2 separate regions of the Mus musculus genome follow, and region 1 is linked to region 2. A link is a contact called in public HiChIP or PLAC-seq data. All regions are on one chromosome and are shown on one strand. Each heading gives the region's core, a stretch centred on a gene start, on an enhancer-like site or on the middle of the called end of the contact. The rest is flanking DNA. Distances are from core to core; before and after follow the strand shown.

Region 1 (6,542 bases), core at 2,982-5,481, 1.4 Mb before region 2:
ATATGACCTCTGTCTGGCTGAGGGTGTATGGGATCCTGACAGCGTGGTAGGGAACAAAGCATATGATGTAACTAGCTGTCACCAAGAGAATGTGGAGCAGAGCTGATTTCACACTTGGATAGTTTGTGTTGTCTCTATTTCTATAGAGTTGTCTGATTGCAAGGAAGTTGGATATCAAAATGATGACTGAGAAATTTAAAAATATTGCCACACAGATGAAGTTTGTTAGCAAATGCCAGTTTCTTCCAAACTCCTTTTTAAACTCCATGCAACCTACATTTGACTTTTCTTTGATGTCCTTGATGGGAATCACCATGTTCGGCACCATGATCAGCAGGACCATGAGCCACACGACAGCTGATATCATTTTGGCAAACCCAGGTTCTTGTATTCGGTATATCTTGCAGCTGTGTATTAACTGAAGACAGCGATCGATGCTGACAAAGGCTAAGAAGATAATAGATAAGTACATATTGATGTAGATGAGGCAGGCTGTCACTTGGCAGTGGAATATCCTTAGCTTCCAGGGTGCCACACCCAAGTCAACAATGATTTTTACTGGTAATGCCAGGGTGAGCAGGAAATCAGCTGTAAGCAAATTAATTAAGTATATGCTGACACATCTGTGATTTGTGGTTTTCTGTATAAAAGCCCACGTGGCAAAACAACTTCCAATAATTCCAATGAGGAAAACTAAATAAAAAAAATAGGTAAATGGTTCCAGATCTCTGTAAACCGGACAGAACGTTGAACTGTTTGTCATCTTCAGGGAGAAGGTCAAGTTCAATAATTAAAAAAAAAAAAAAACAACAAAACCAAAACAAAACAAAAAAAAACCCCTCAAGGCTCTGTTAAAAAAAAGCATAAGGAAGATGTTAGTAACTAAAATCAGAAAATATTTCTTAGAATCACTTATACGCAAAAGTATCACCGTCTTCCTTGTCTTTAGGGAGAGTTTCACTGGGGAGTGGGAGCATCCTAGATTATGAGAAGTCAGGTTCTCTACTGTCTGACTCCTATGACTTCCAGGAAATGCCATGGAAGTGTTCTTTTAGGAAGGGATGTTTTTGACCTTGCGGTCTGCGTTGTGTCGCTCTCTGTTACTGGTTGAGGGAGACATTTCTTTGCGGAGGAGGTGAGTGACCAGAGGTTCTAGGAAGTGGAGAGAGGAAGGTCCTGTGGTTTTGTCTGAAAAAGATTTCAGCGTGGCTTTCTGCTTTTCTTTTTATAGCCTTCGTTCGTTATGCTGCAAGAACCTAGGCTGATGGTAGGGAAGAAAAGACAGCAAAGTGCAGAAAGGTTTACGCCGTTATCTTAGACGTGGGCCCTCTGTTGTGAATCTTGTTAGTATATTATTCAGTGAAAAGAATTGAAGGGTCAGACCCTGGTTCTGAATTGATGCCCGGGACCTCTGTCATCATGTAACAATTTATAATGTTATAGACCCGTGAAGGCCGCTGTCGTGTCTGGTGAACACTATAAATGAACATTAAAGATTCTATTTAACTGTCATATTTCATATTGAGTACCCATGTAATATTTTTTGTTACATTATACTTGGGGTGTTAATGAAAATACTTTCTTGTGTTTCTTTTTACTGTTTAAATTCATCTAGTAGAGAAACTTGTTGAACATAATGGCTGTACCTATTTCTATGAAAGTGCTTTTGAGTAGTTTTATGAAAGTGTCTTTTAAAAGCTTCAAGAACATGACCCTATATTTATTGGTTACAGTGTCTTCCAGAAAAGGGTCAATTCCATCTGTGTTAAAACATGTAACTTTACTGGACCTGGCGGAACTCATTTGTAATGCCAGCACTCAGGAGAAACACTAGTTTAAGATCACTCTTTGCTAAATTGCAATGTTAGCCTGGTATATACTTGAGACCTTGTTTCAATCCAAAACAAAACAAAACAAAACAAAACAAAACAAAACAAAATCCCCTTCTAACTTGGACAGTAGAGAACCACCATAATTGAACCTGATCGTGGCCATAAGATCTCATCATGGTTCTTCCAGGTGGAGCACACCAGCTTGGCTTGTAAGCTCTAGTTAAACCATGCTCCCTCTGGAGTGGCCTGTTCCAACCCCTCTCCATGTGTAGGGCCACAGTGGTACTTTGTGCTGTCCGTCTTGATGTGGCAACCCCTTTTCATATTAAACAATACTCTTTTGTTTTAAAGGCAGGGTCAAAAATACCACTTACAGAATGCAAATCTATATGGAATTTCCTGAAAAATCCAGAAACCAGATAGTATAGAATCTGGGCTTCTCAAGCTTTAATGTTTTATCAGGGTTCCAGGACATTGAAAGTTTGCTGACAGTGAAATGGCTCAGCAGTCATAAAATCCTTCTTAAATCAAACAGCTTCTGAAGTCTTATTAAGCTTTAACTTTTCAAAATACTTACTGTATGTCTCTTTAAATTTTTATGTATTGTTATCATGCACGTTCATGCTGTATGGCTGCGAGTGTGCTTCTGTGTGCATGTGGAGGTCAGTGGACAGCTCGTGGAGTCAGTTTTCTCCTTTCTGACTGCTGGGATGGAACTCAGGTCTACTTACGCCCCTAATTTACACATTCAGTGGCTGAATGTGTTTCATGGCCGTGCTGTGTTTATCTTGAAGTGATACAAGGTGTGAACTTAAGTATATTAGAGGTTACAAGCTCTTCCCTTTCCCCCCGAAGTCTCAGGGTACTTGGGGTCCACGGATATTGTTATTCTGTACTAACCTTAATGAAAATTGTAAAGCACTTACCATTTATGTTTGTTGACTACACATTTTTGTTTAAAGAAAGACATTTTTTTTTTGTGTCCTGTTGGGTGGTTATTCTAATCTTCAGTCCACTTAAGCATGTGGTAGAATTTTAGAAGCGTGGCACTTTAATGTTAGATATGTTCTTTATCAATGACTATTTACCAGTTCTCAAATCAATTGAGGCTGCAAAGTGCTCTGGATTTCTGTAGCCTTTACCCTTCTCTGTTTTTCTGAGTCTTGTCTATTGACCTGTGGGCCTGAAGGAGACCCTTCATGTCTGAATGCCACTTCAGGCTTCTCTGACTTCCTTATAGGCGTTTCAGATGTTATATAGTGTCAGTAAAATAGTTATTTGTTTCTGTGAGTGCTGGATTGCCTGAATAATTATATGGCAAACTCTCATTTTATTGGTACAGATTATAGTAAAGAAAAATATTATAATAGCTTGTCAAGATTGGCATTCTCTGTAATTAGAACTGACCATCTGTTGCAGAGTGGAGTAACTTACAGTGGGTTACAGTGTAACCACTCATTCAGTAATGCGGAAGAGTTTGAGTGCTCTGCACTTGCTTTTATTAAATTGTGTCTAGAACGCCAGGAAAAATAGTTCCTCAAAACCTTGCATATATTGATGAGAGGCAAAATTGTACTATAGTAGCATCCCATGCTCTCTGTCATAAATCTGAAATCTAAGAGCTTGATAAACATTGTGACAACAATATCCATACAAAGTAGGTGTGCTTGGCAGTACTCCAGCAAAATGAAGAACAGACTTTAAATATCTCTATGGTCCTTTCTCATAGATTGCTTATTCCTTGGGGTGTAAAACTTAACTAAACTAAATGAAAACTTAGAAGGTTTTCCATGGGAGTCATTTTTGACATGTTTTGAAATTTGCTAATGTCGGACTGGTAGAGGAAAGTCTGGTTAAGATCTACTGGGGAGATATAACATGGCCTTGCTTATCATCAATCTAGCTAGAAAACAGTAGCTCGTTACCCTTGCCTGAGTTATTAGTCTAATTTGAACTGTAGTTTTTAAAAGACAGATGAGACCAAAGAAAGCAGGAAGTGCTGTTAGAAGCCCACAGATCAGATCTAATTACAGTTTGTTTAATAGTGGTTGCCCTACCACTCCAAAGCCTTGGGACTTTTGACTCTTTCTCTTGCAACACTGAAAATCCTGACATTGGTTTCTATGAGGAAAAAAAATGGAATGAGCTCATTGAAAAGGACGTACCTGGCTGTGTCTTCTCTGGCCTGAGAAGGCCAGGGTCCTGGCTGTCTTTTCTGGCCTAAGCAGGCCTGGGTCCAGGTTGTACCTGGCTGTGTCGTCTCTGGCCTGAGAAGGCCTGGGTCCTGGCTGTCTTCTCTGGCCTGAGTAGGCCCAGGTCCAGGTCTTCAGAGAATCAGGAGCTATTTAGTTACCCACAGTGACAGCAGTTCCATTTTGCAGGGTCGCCTGCTGAACTAAGAATTTCCTTTCCTTCTTGTGTGGTTTTAAAATGCTAGAGATTGACGTAGATGAAACTGTGGTTTGCAAATGGTCTAAACTGTATGAAAGTCTCCTGAGGAAGTTTTTGTAAGAAAACAATTTCATCTGTCTAAGTAACTCAAATTTGTCAGTTACTGTTTTAGGAAAAAGAATTTTAAATTATCCATGATAACGTCTTGCCTCATGTATCTTTTTTTTTTTTAAAGTAAAAGTACCACATACTGTTCTGTTTCATAATAGTTTTTTAAAAAAATAGTGTTAAACTCTTGAAACTGGTATTGAGTTTATGAATTAAAGACAGTAAGGTACCTAAGCAGATAGTTTTTTAGTTACTGATATCAGTACTTCAGAGGTACAATTATTAAGTAATATTGTTGCAGCTTGTATTTATTTAAGGTATTTGTTGATTGAAAAATAACACAACCACATTGTGGCTGGCAGACACCTGTAGCCCCAGCATTTGGGAGGCTGAGTCAGGGTGATAGCCACAAATCTGAGGCAGCCTGGGCTCCATGGTGAATGTAAAACCAGTCTAGGCTATCTTGTGAGGCCATCTGGAAATTAACACCGTATAGAGTCTGGTATGGTATAGTTACCTTTTTGTTGTTCATGATAGAAAAACATTTTTCTACATTTATTATTTTGTATGTATGCATGTGAGGTACATGTGTGTCAGAGCGTGTTTGTGGAGTTCATATGACAGCACTGAGGAATCGGTTCCCCTTCCACCATACAGGGTTATACTCAAGTTGTCAGGCATGGTGGCCAGCACGTTTCAATCCGTTGAGCCAGCTTGACAGCTCCAGTTTAGAAACAAAATCTTGAAATAAAATAAAAGAACACCGTTAGAAGAACAGAGAGATAACCGCTGTTCCCTTTCTTGGTTTATGGATTTAAGCTTTATTTCTGCGTTTACATGAACCACATAAATGTGACTGTACAGGTGATTAGAGATTTTCCTTCACAGATATGCTACATGTAATCCGGGGAGGTGGCACAGCAGGTTAGAGCACTTGCCATACAAGTCTGATAAACCAAATTCAATCCCTAGAGCGTGGGGAGCGAGAGGAGAGACTCACTGTATGAACTTGGCCTTTGACTGGCACTTGTGTACCATGACACACACATATTCACACTCACATACACATAATCCTAATATTACACTTCTAAGTGTTAAGGAACACATGTCACCTGCTTTCCATGTTATGAGACTGAAAACAATCAGAAAGTATTTCTCGTCTTGACATAAACAGCTTGATAAGTTGGGGCATTTATTTAGCAACTTGTACCTTATATCACATGATTATTCTCCTACAATAAAAACAATTTAAGTGGTGTTTAAATGGAGCCCAGCTCTGAAGTAGCATGCCTGACAGCTTGCTAGTCTGAAGAAGAAGTTTTGCCTCATTAGTGATTGATTTTGTTTTGTTTTTTTTATTTATCTTTCATTGGTAAGACTGGATTCCCACTACCCACTGCCCCTTTCCTTTCGGAGTTACCAGAGATCAAAGCCTTGATGGTAGGTAAGGGCAAGACTGGCTTTTATGAAAGTGAATATGACCTTCTAGCCCAAACAGATTTTGAAGAGTGATACTATGCTGGCACATACTTAATTTGTAACTGCCACACTGTGGCCTCTGTAGGAGAGACATTTGCATGAAATAAAGTGTGTGTCCATTAGAGAGAAAGAGAATTTAGGGGTGGAGTTGGTTGCAAGTTGGTTGATGAATAGACTTAGTGTGATACGAAGGAGAATGGGGAGAGGATGTTTCTGGTGAGGTTTTACTTCGTTTGGGATAAGCTTTTTAATCTTTCACTTTATTTTGAGCAGGCTTTTATCTATTGGCTTCCTTGCTTCTTCCCTTTAGGTTTAGATGAACAAAGCCTGCAAGCAGCTAAGTGTTGTTACAACTCGAGGGAGGACCACCATTTACGTGTGGGTTGTCAGATGTGAGCGAGCTGAAGTGCCCTGAATCTTTTTCTATCCCTGCACCTTCATTTCTAGGGCAGTGATAACTCATCTGTTTGGTTTTTGTGTGTGTGTGTGTTTATGAGATAGGATCTTGCCATATAAACCCACGGTGGTCTCAGACTGACAGGAATCCTCCTACATGAGCCTCCCCACTGCTAAGATCGCAGGTATGTGTCACCGTGCCTGTCAGGAGCTGACTTGGTTATAGTAAAACTAAATTTTGTTTTCTTTTTTGTTTGTTTGTTTTGTTTTGTTTTGAGACATGGTCTCATTATACAGCCCAGCTGGCTTTAAGCTTCAGATCCTCCTGCCTCAGCA
Region 2 (6,840 bases), core at 3,878-6,377:
ATACTTTCTGATGTGTTAAGTTAAACTGCAATTTGATTGCATCCCAATGTAACTATTCACCCTGAATGAGGTCTCCTTGAAGTAGTGCTCTTAAAAGTAACAAGTTCAGGTATTCAGAGAAGGAACCTAGAGTTATTGGCATGAGTAGTCCACAAGGCTTGACAGAGCACTTGGAAGGTTGCCTGGGTAGACAGTCAGTCCCATCTCAACCATGAACATCAAGAAAGTTCCGTGCTGTGGGAACCTAGACAGAGTCATAGTAAGGAATAGAAACAAACCGGGGACTGGTGGACAAATCTAATCACTTTTGAATATATTCACTAGCAGAAATATGAAGATACAGGTACTCAAAATTCAACTGCACCCAATGCTCATGTTTCTAATGGTCAATGTCAGCCAGAAGGAAGAGAATAAGGCATCCTGGCAAGGAATGGAGAGTCAGCATCTGGCCCAAAGAACAGGATGGTAAAGGGCACAAAGACTATTCATGGATTTTATACCCATTGATTTGATTTTTATTACTCCTTACAAAATTGCACATAAAAATAAAGTAGACGAATGACTATAAATCTTTAATATTACTTCAAACAGATTTAATTTTTTAAAATCTTTATTATAATAAAAAATTTAAAAACAAGTTGACAAAGTAGAATAGAATTTTGTCCAATTTTATGTCTTAAATTAGTTTTGGACAATGCTTGCAGCATAAGTATCAGGTTACATCTTCTCTCTGCTCTCTATTTCTGGTAGCTTCCCAGTCCTTTGAGCATCTCACTGTACTAAACTTCTGATTTACAGTATATAAATAAAATAGGAGGTCAGAGATGATTGAGAATATCAGGCCAAGCCTTCCTTTTCGAGGCATTCACTTAATAAAAGCAAAGGAAATATATAAACGTTAAAATGTTAAAGCATTTCCTTAGCAAGTTCAAATTAAAATCTGTGAACCAGAGGAACACACCTCACCACTTAGCTGTGCAGATAGCATCCAAAACAGTGCTGCCTTGGAACTTTTAGAATCCCATGTAATTGCACTTAGGAAAGAACTAGTGGTTACAACTGAGAGTATCTTTTACTTTAACTGAAATCTCCTTACAAGGAAATATGCACAGTCATTTGATAAATTTTCGTAAATGTATATGTGTATTGTGTGTTGTGTGTGTGTGTGTGTGTGTGTGTGTGTGTGTATTTGGGTTTGCTTGTGTGGACATACGGTTACACATCCCTACGTGTGCAAAGCATGCTTCTAAAATCACAAAGTTGATGCATGGTGTCTTTCTTGATAGCCCTCCACCTTATATGCTGAGGCTGAGTTTCTCTGAACCCAGAGCTCATCTTTTGCACAGGTCTAGCCATCTACTTCCTTAGATAATTCCCTCTCTCCACCTGAGAAAGACTAGGACTCCAGGCAGATCCCACACCAGCTTCACTTTTATGAGGTTTCTGATGATCCAAACTGCTGTCCTCACGCGTGTGGGATAAGTGCATTGTCCACCGACTCATCACTCCAGCTCCTTGATGCTCTTAGGTCATATGAATAGACCTGGCCTGAAATATGGAGACGATTTGCTTGTACATGATGATATATGTGGGATTAGGCCTAGGTCTAAACTCACAGTTCCTATACATCTCATGGATCCCTTATACACACATCCCTTATACATACATCCTGAAGACAATTTCAAACAATATTTTGACTATGCTCTATCATATGAAGAGTAGAATTTTTCACTCTTAACACTATGTCAGTCCTCAGGTAAGTTTCTGGTTTTTAAGCATTCCAGAGTTTAGATTCTTGTAAAGAGACTCCTGACTTGCAGCAGAGAAGAGAGGGGAATGGAAGGTGAGAAGAAATAGCAGAGGAAGAGAGATTTGTGATAGTAAATAAGGATTGAAATTATGAAGACAAAGAATCTGTGACCCTCTTCCAAACTATATGACTTACAATTTCTTAGAAAGGTACTTTGAACATCCTAAACATGAATAATGACAATTGTAATTTTATTGTTTTTCTTTATCAAAATGTCCTTTTAAATTGAAATAATGCCCAATTTTAATCTAAAATCAGGTATTTTCCTAGATTGAGCTTATTAACCTCAATTATTTTAGTGCACTAAAAGATGCATAAGAGCCATGCATATTATAAAGTAACAGACAGACAGAGATTTGTGTGTGTATGTGTGTGTGTGTGTGTATGTTGTGTGAATATGTATACACACACATGTGCTTTTCAAGAATATGTTGCTTGGCAAATAGATGAAATTAAAATATTTCATATATTTATTTTGTTTATTTAAATTATGATGAATGTGTGTGTGTGTGTGTGTGTGTGTGTGTGTGTGTGTATGCATGCACTTGTAGGTATATATACATAAATTTAGATGTTTGCAGACCCTGGAGGTGCCAGATCCAGGTTATCCAACACAGGTGCTGAGAATTAAATCTGGGTCTTCTATAAGAGCTCTTTACAATAAGTCACATCTCTAACCGTCTTGTTAAATATTGATTTATTTATTGCAAATTTAATCCAAATGCTATCAATAGCTCAGCAGTAATAAGTTACACAGGGGTTTAACTGTGATTCCCTAAAATCACCATGGTTCTTTAGAGAAGTAACTAACTTTAGATCTCAGGAAGAAAATATACAAAGTTGGTTCAAGTATCTTGCCCCAGAGAGCAGGGATAATTTCAAAGGATATAAGGGTTATCTCACAAGGCTCCAATTGTAATGAAGAAACCTTTAAAATGATGCAGAAATGATAATAGCAGCACCAGAACGAATGAGTACAACACAGTAATATGGAATGACTTCTTAACCCTTCCAGTTGATAAAGATCAGACAAACATCCAAGATACAAATGAGTGAGATCAGCAAATGAGCAGTCTATGAAATGGTAGCTGTGTGTATGCAGCATATGCAGTGAAGTTGGCTGTGAACATAAAAAATAAAAATATGATCTACTTCTATTTGGATTAGGAAGGTAAACTGAAAATTTCTAAGACATCTCTTCTTGACCCAACAGAGTGTCAACTCAATAAATGTCTTATTGTGTCAAATATTAGCAGCAGTATGGAACAACAAAAATTAATGGCAATTTATACTTGTAACACCTTTTTTGACTAGATGCCTTAGCATGGACAAATAACATGTATATACAGATGGTTCAATAATCCTTTTTCCAATACCTGGCTGGGAGAAAGAAGGGAGGCCTTCATGATTCTGTTCCTGTCTTTGGCACTGTTTTGAGTTGTAAAGTTCAGTCAATGAAGGAATTCCATATATAAATTCATTCTAATTATGTTTTGCAGGGATTGGGGACTCAATTGGTAAAGTGCTTATCCTGCAAACTGGCAAGACTCAACACCCAGAGATAAAATCCCATGTACAAGGAGATGAATGGACCTGTAATCCTAGCACTGGGGACCAAGGTCACTGAAGCTTCCAGGCCATCTACTCTAGCTTAATCAGTTAGCTTTAGGTTCAGTGAGAGACCTTGTCAAAAGGTAAGGTAGAAAGGTATTGAGTAAATCATACATTGTTAACCAATATGTAACCATTTATGTATATCTATACAAAAATGTCCACATATGAACACACACACACACACACATCTTAGAAATATCTTCATATTATGGTGTAAAGTGCAAAAGCATGCAGTGATGTTTTAAGTTACTTTAAATAATCTCACAAAACAATTTAATTTGTTATATAATATGAGTTTATAGATAAAATTTGATAAGAAATGAATAACAGGGATCAAATATACACAATACACAACATAGGTTATGCTCTGAGTGGTATGGCTAAAACCAAGATATGCATATCCAATTGATCACACAACTTACATCATGGGTAGCAAAACAATGGAGAGAATTTGAGTGGACTTTTTGTCTTTATGTTATATTACAATCCTTAAGAACGTACCTTTTGTTTTGTAACCTTCCAATAATATTTTTAGGTGAATATTTAAGGCCCCCCTTACAGATGAGGAAATGTCACAGAAATAATGGTTGCCTTGCTTAATGAATAATAGAAGCAGATCTTTGATTTTATTTTCTTCCACATTACATGGAAACACCTAGGACTTTGTAACATCAAAACTTCTCCAGGAAAACATGCATTCTGAAGGGAAAGATTAAGAATTGGTTACTATTTGCTAATGGAAACTTCAAGTAGAAACATGTTGAAAATACAGTGTGATGAGACAATTTATCAGACTAAATTATGAGAAAAAGCAGTATCTAACATTTACACAGCTAGAAGCTCCTATGAGAAAATCAGAGAAGGCGAGGAGGAAGCCCAGAATGGAAACTCAACTTCCAGGGAGAGGAAGTGGTCAGTAGAGGGCATGTGCTGAAAAGTGATGGCAAGAGAAGCCTTTAATGTGTTTGCAGTTTGGTGACAGAGCTCATTTCCTGACTAACAAGGAGACTTGGTGAATAAGAGGAAGCAAGAATACAAATGCAGAAGGACAGTGTGACACGAATAAACTTAATAGTGTTCCACTTCCTCCCAACATTAACCGTGGCAATAGAGGATGTATCATCAAAACTTCTCCAGGAAAACATGCATTCTGAAGGGAAAGATTAAGAATTGGTTACTATTTGCTAATGGAAACTTCAAGTAGAAACATGTTGAAAATACAGTGTGATGAGACAATTTATCAGACTAAATTATGAGAAAAAGCAGTATCTAACATTTACACAGCTAGAAGCTCCTATGAGAAAATCAGAGAAGGCGAGGAGGAAGCCCAGAATGGAAACTCAACTTCCAGGGAGAGGAAGTGGTCAGTAGAGGGCATGTGCTGAAAAGTGATGGCAAGAGAAGCCTTTAATGTGTTTGCAGTTTGGTGACAGAGCTCATTTCCTGACTAACAAGGAGACTTGGTGAATAAGAGGAAGCAAGAATACAAATGCAGAAGGACAGTGTGACACGAATAAACTTAATAGTGTTCCACTTCCTCCCAACATTAACCGTGGCAATAGAGGATGTATCATTTTGTGTGTGTGTGTGTGTGTGTGTGTGTGTGTGTGTGTGTGTGTGTGTATCAAAAAGAACTGGAAGCAGAGGCTCAACCAGATACTTGCACAACAATGTGTAGGTCAGCACCCTCCATAACCCCCCAAGGGAAGAAACAACCCACTGTCCCCTGACAGATGAACAAAATGTGGCATATTCACACAGCAGAACTCTGGCCAAACTTGAGAAAAGAAGGTAACTTGGACAGAGGCTAGACACTTATGAACCTAAATGAAATAAACCAGACACAGGAGAGCAAAGACCATGTGAGTCCATTTATGTATAGTACCTAGAATAGTCAAGTCCTGGAAATAGAATAGTGGTTGCTAGGGAGCACAGGGAGGGCAGGTTGTTGTTCAGTGTTCATAGATGAGAAAGTCCTGAAGGCTAAGAGCTAAAGGTTCCAAAAATGTGGATGCACTTGATGGCTTCAGAAGGTACAGATAACATGCTAAAATGGTGAAATCTATGTTACATTTGATACAAACATAGAAGAAAGACACGAGGAAACAGTGTTGGTAATTACCTCAAAAAATTCAGATGAAGAAAAAGAGAGCAGTAGGCTGGATTAGTTAGCCAGAGCAAAAGTTGGGAAGCTGGCAAAACCTCAAGCATAGTCACCAAAATAAATGCACAGAAGCATAAATGCTCATCTTCTAGACAGAAGAGACAGAGTACTGATGTCAGGAAAGAGACGTAACTTCTGTGGTCCACCCATTATCTAAAATGGTAATATTTCAAGATTTTCTCACAGTAGAAGCATGAGAACAATTGGCACCAAACCCTACTTATGCCAGTGAGTGTTTTCTGTGTCCTTACCATGAACATTAATTACATCACCATGAGATCTATTTTCTTCTTGAATTGCCAAGAGTGTTCGCCTTTTCCTTTTGAGGGAGTCCTTCATGGCTTCTCTTGGTACATTAAAGTGGGTAGAGCATCACTATTCTAGAATGTTGGGGTCGTTATCAAGTAAAACAGGGTTACTTGAGTACAGGTCCTAAGACAGTGTGGCAGGGCTACTAAGAACCAAAGTAGATAATAATTGACTGTGGGTAGGTAGTGCGCACAATGTGGGTCCACTAGGCACATAGAGGGAGTCTGGCATGGGATTTCATCATGCACAGAATTCTGGCAACTTAAAATTATATATCTGTTTTAGTTAGGGTTTTATGCTGTAAAGAGACACCATGACCATGGCAACTCTTGTAAAGGAAAACATTTGGTTGGGACTGGCTTATAGTTCAGAGGTTTACAGTCCATTATTTTCATGGTGGGAAGCATCGCAGCATGCAAGCAGACAGACATGATGCTAGAGAAGAAGCTGAGAGTTCTACATCTTGATCCACAGGCAACAGGAGACTGTGTGCCACACTAAGTATAGCTTGAGCATAGGAGATATCAAAGCCCACCCCCACAGTGACACACTTCCTCTAACAAGGCCACACATAATCCTCATAGTGTCACTCCCTATCACTAAGCATTCAAACACATGAGTTCATAGGGCCATACCTATTTAAACCATCACAATGTATCATTTCCATAGTTTTCCACATAATGTTTTTGAATTGTGGCTAGACACTTGTAATTGAAACTTTAGTCAGAGAACCCATAGATGAGGGGACACTACTATATCCACAGGTGCTGAGGAGGTAAGACTGGGCCTATAGGCCTAAATGATTCTGATGTTATATTCACAAAATCATGATACAAAAACAAAATCACCTAACTAATAATGAATCTCAGCAGTGGCATTTCCTCGGGGGACTATTCTGTCTGTATTTCACTAATGAATTCAAATCAAATTTTATGTGATGTCA

Evidence for each region. HiChIP or PLAC-seq counts read pairs in DNA pulled down with a chosen protein or histone mark.
Region 1: a contact with region 2 is called in an H3K4me3 HiChIP or PLAC-seq map of pro-B cells, with 9 times the contacts expected there. The contact joins the promoter of Gpr171 here to the enhancer-like site in region 2. A contact is called at or near these places in 12 of 39 promoter capture datasets (the 3T3-L1 cell line, 3T3-L1-derived adipocytes, the HPC-7 cell line and 9 more), 1 of 15 datasets of contacts at CTCF or cohesin (large pre-B cells), 1 of 484 Hi-C or Micro-C datasets (Th1 cells), 8 of 115 datasets of contacts at active chromatin or transcription factors (the 230-238 cell line, CD8 T cells, DN3 thymocytes and 3 more) and 2 of 9 other capture datasets (adipose tissue and macrophages).

Annotation. Positions count from the first base shown.
Region 1 is chr3:59,097,590-59,104,131 of GRCm38.p6, forward strand. It overlaps Gpr171 (G protein-coupled receptor 171), which reads right to left and starts at 4,232. Exons shown (of 2, transcript NM_173398.3): 1 at 3,998-4,232; 2 at 1-848. The coding sequence starts at 763. The region is part of intron 15 of Med12l (mediator complex subunit 12-like); the gene reads left to right.
Region 2 is chr3:60,464,469-60,471,308 of GRCm38.p6, forward strand. No RefSeq gene overlaps it. Among named protein-coding and RNA genes, the nearest start is that of Mbnl1, 33 kb to the right of the region's middle. Within about 2 kb of position 5,128, at least 51 of the 459 cell types and tissues checked have an H3K27ac peak or open chromatin away from gene starts, as enhancers often do. A contact at or near this core is called in adipose tissue, hematopoietic stem and progenitor cells, liver and 3 more, where this site is marked.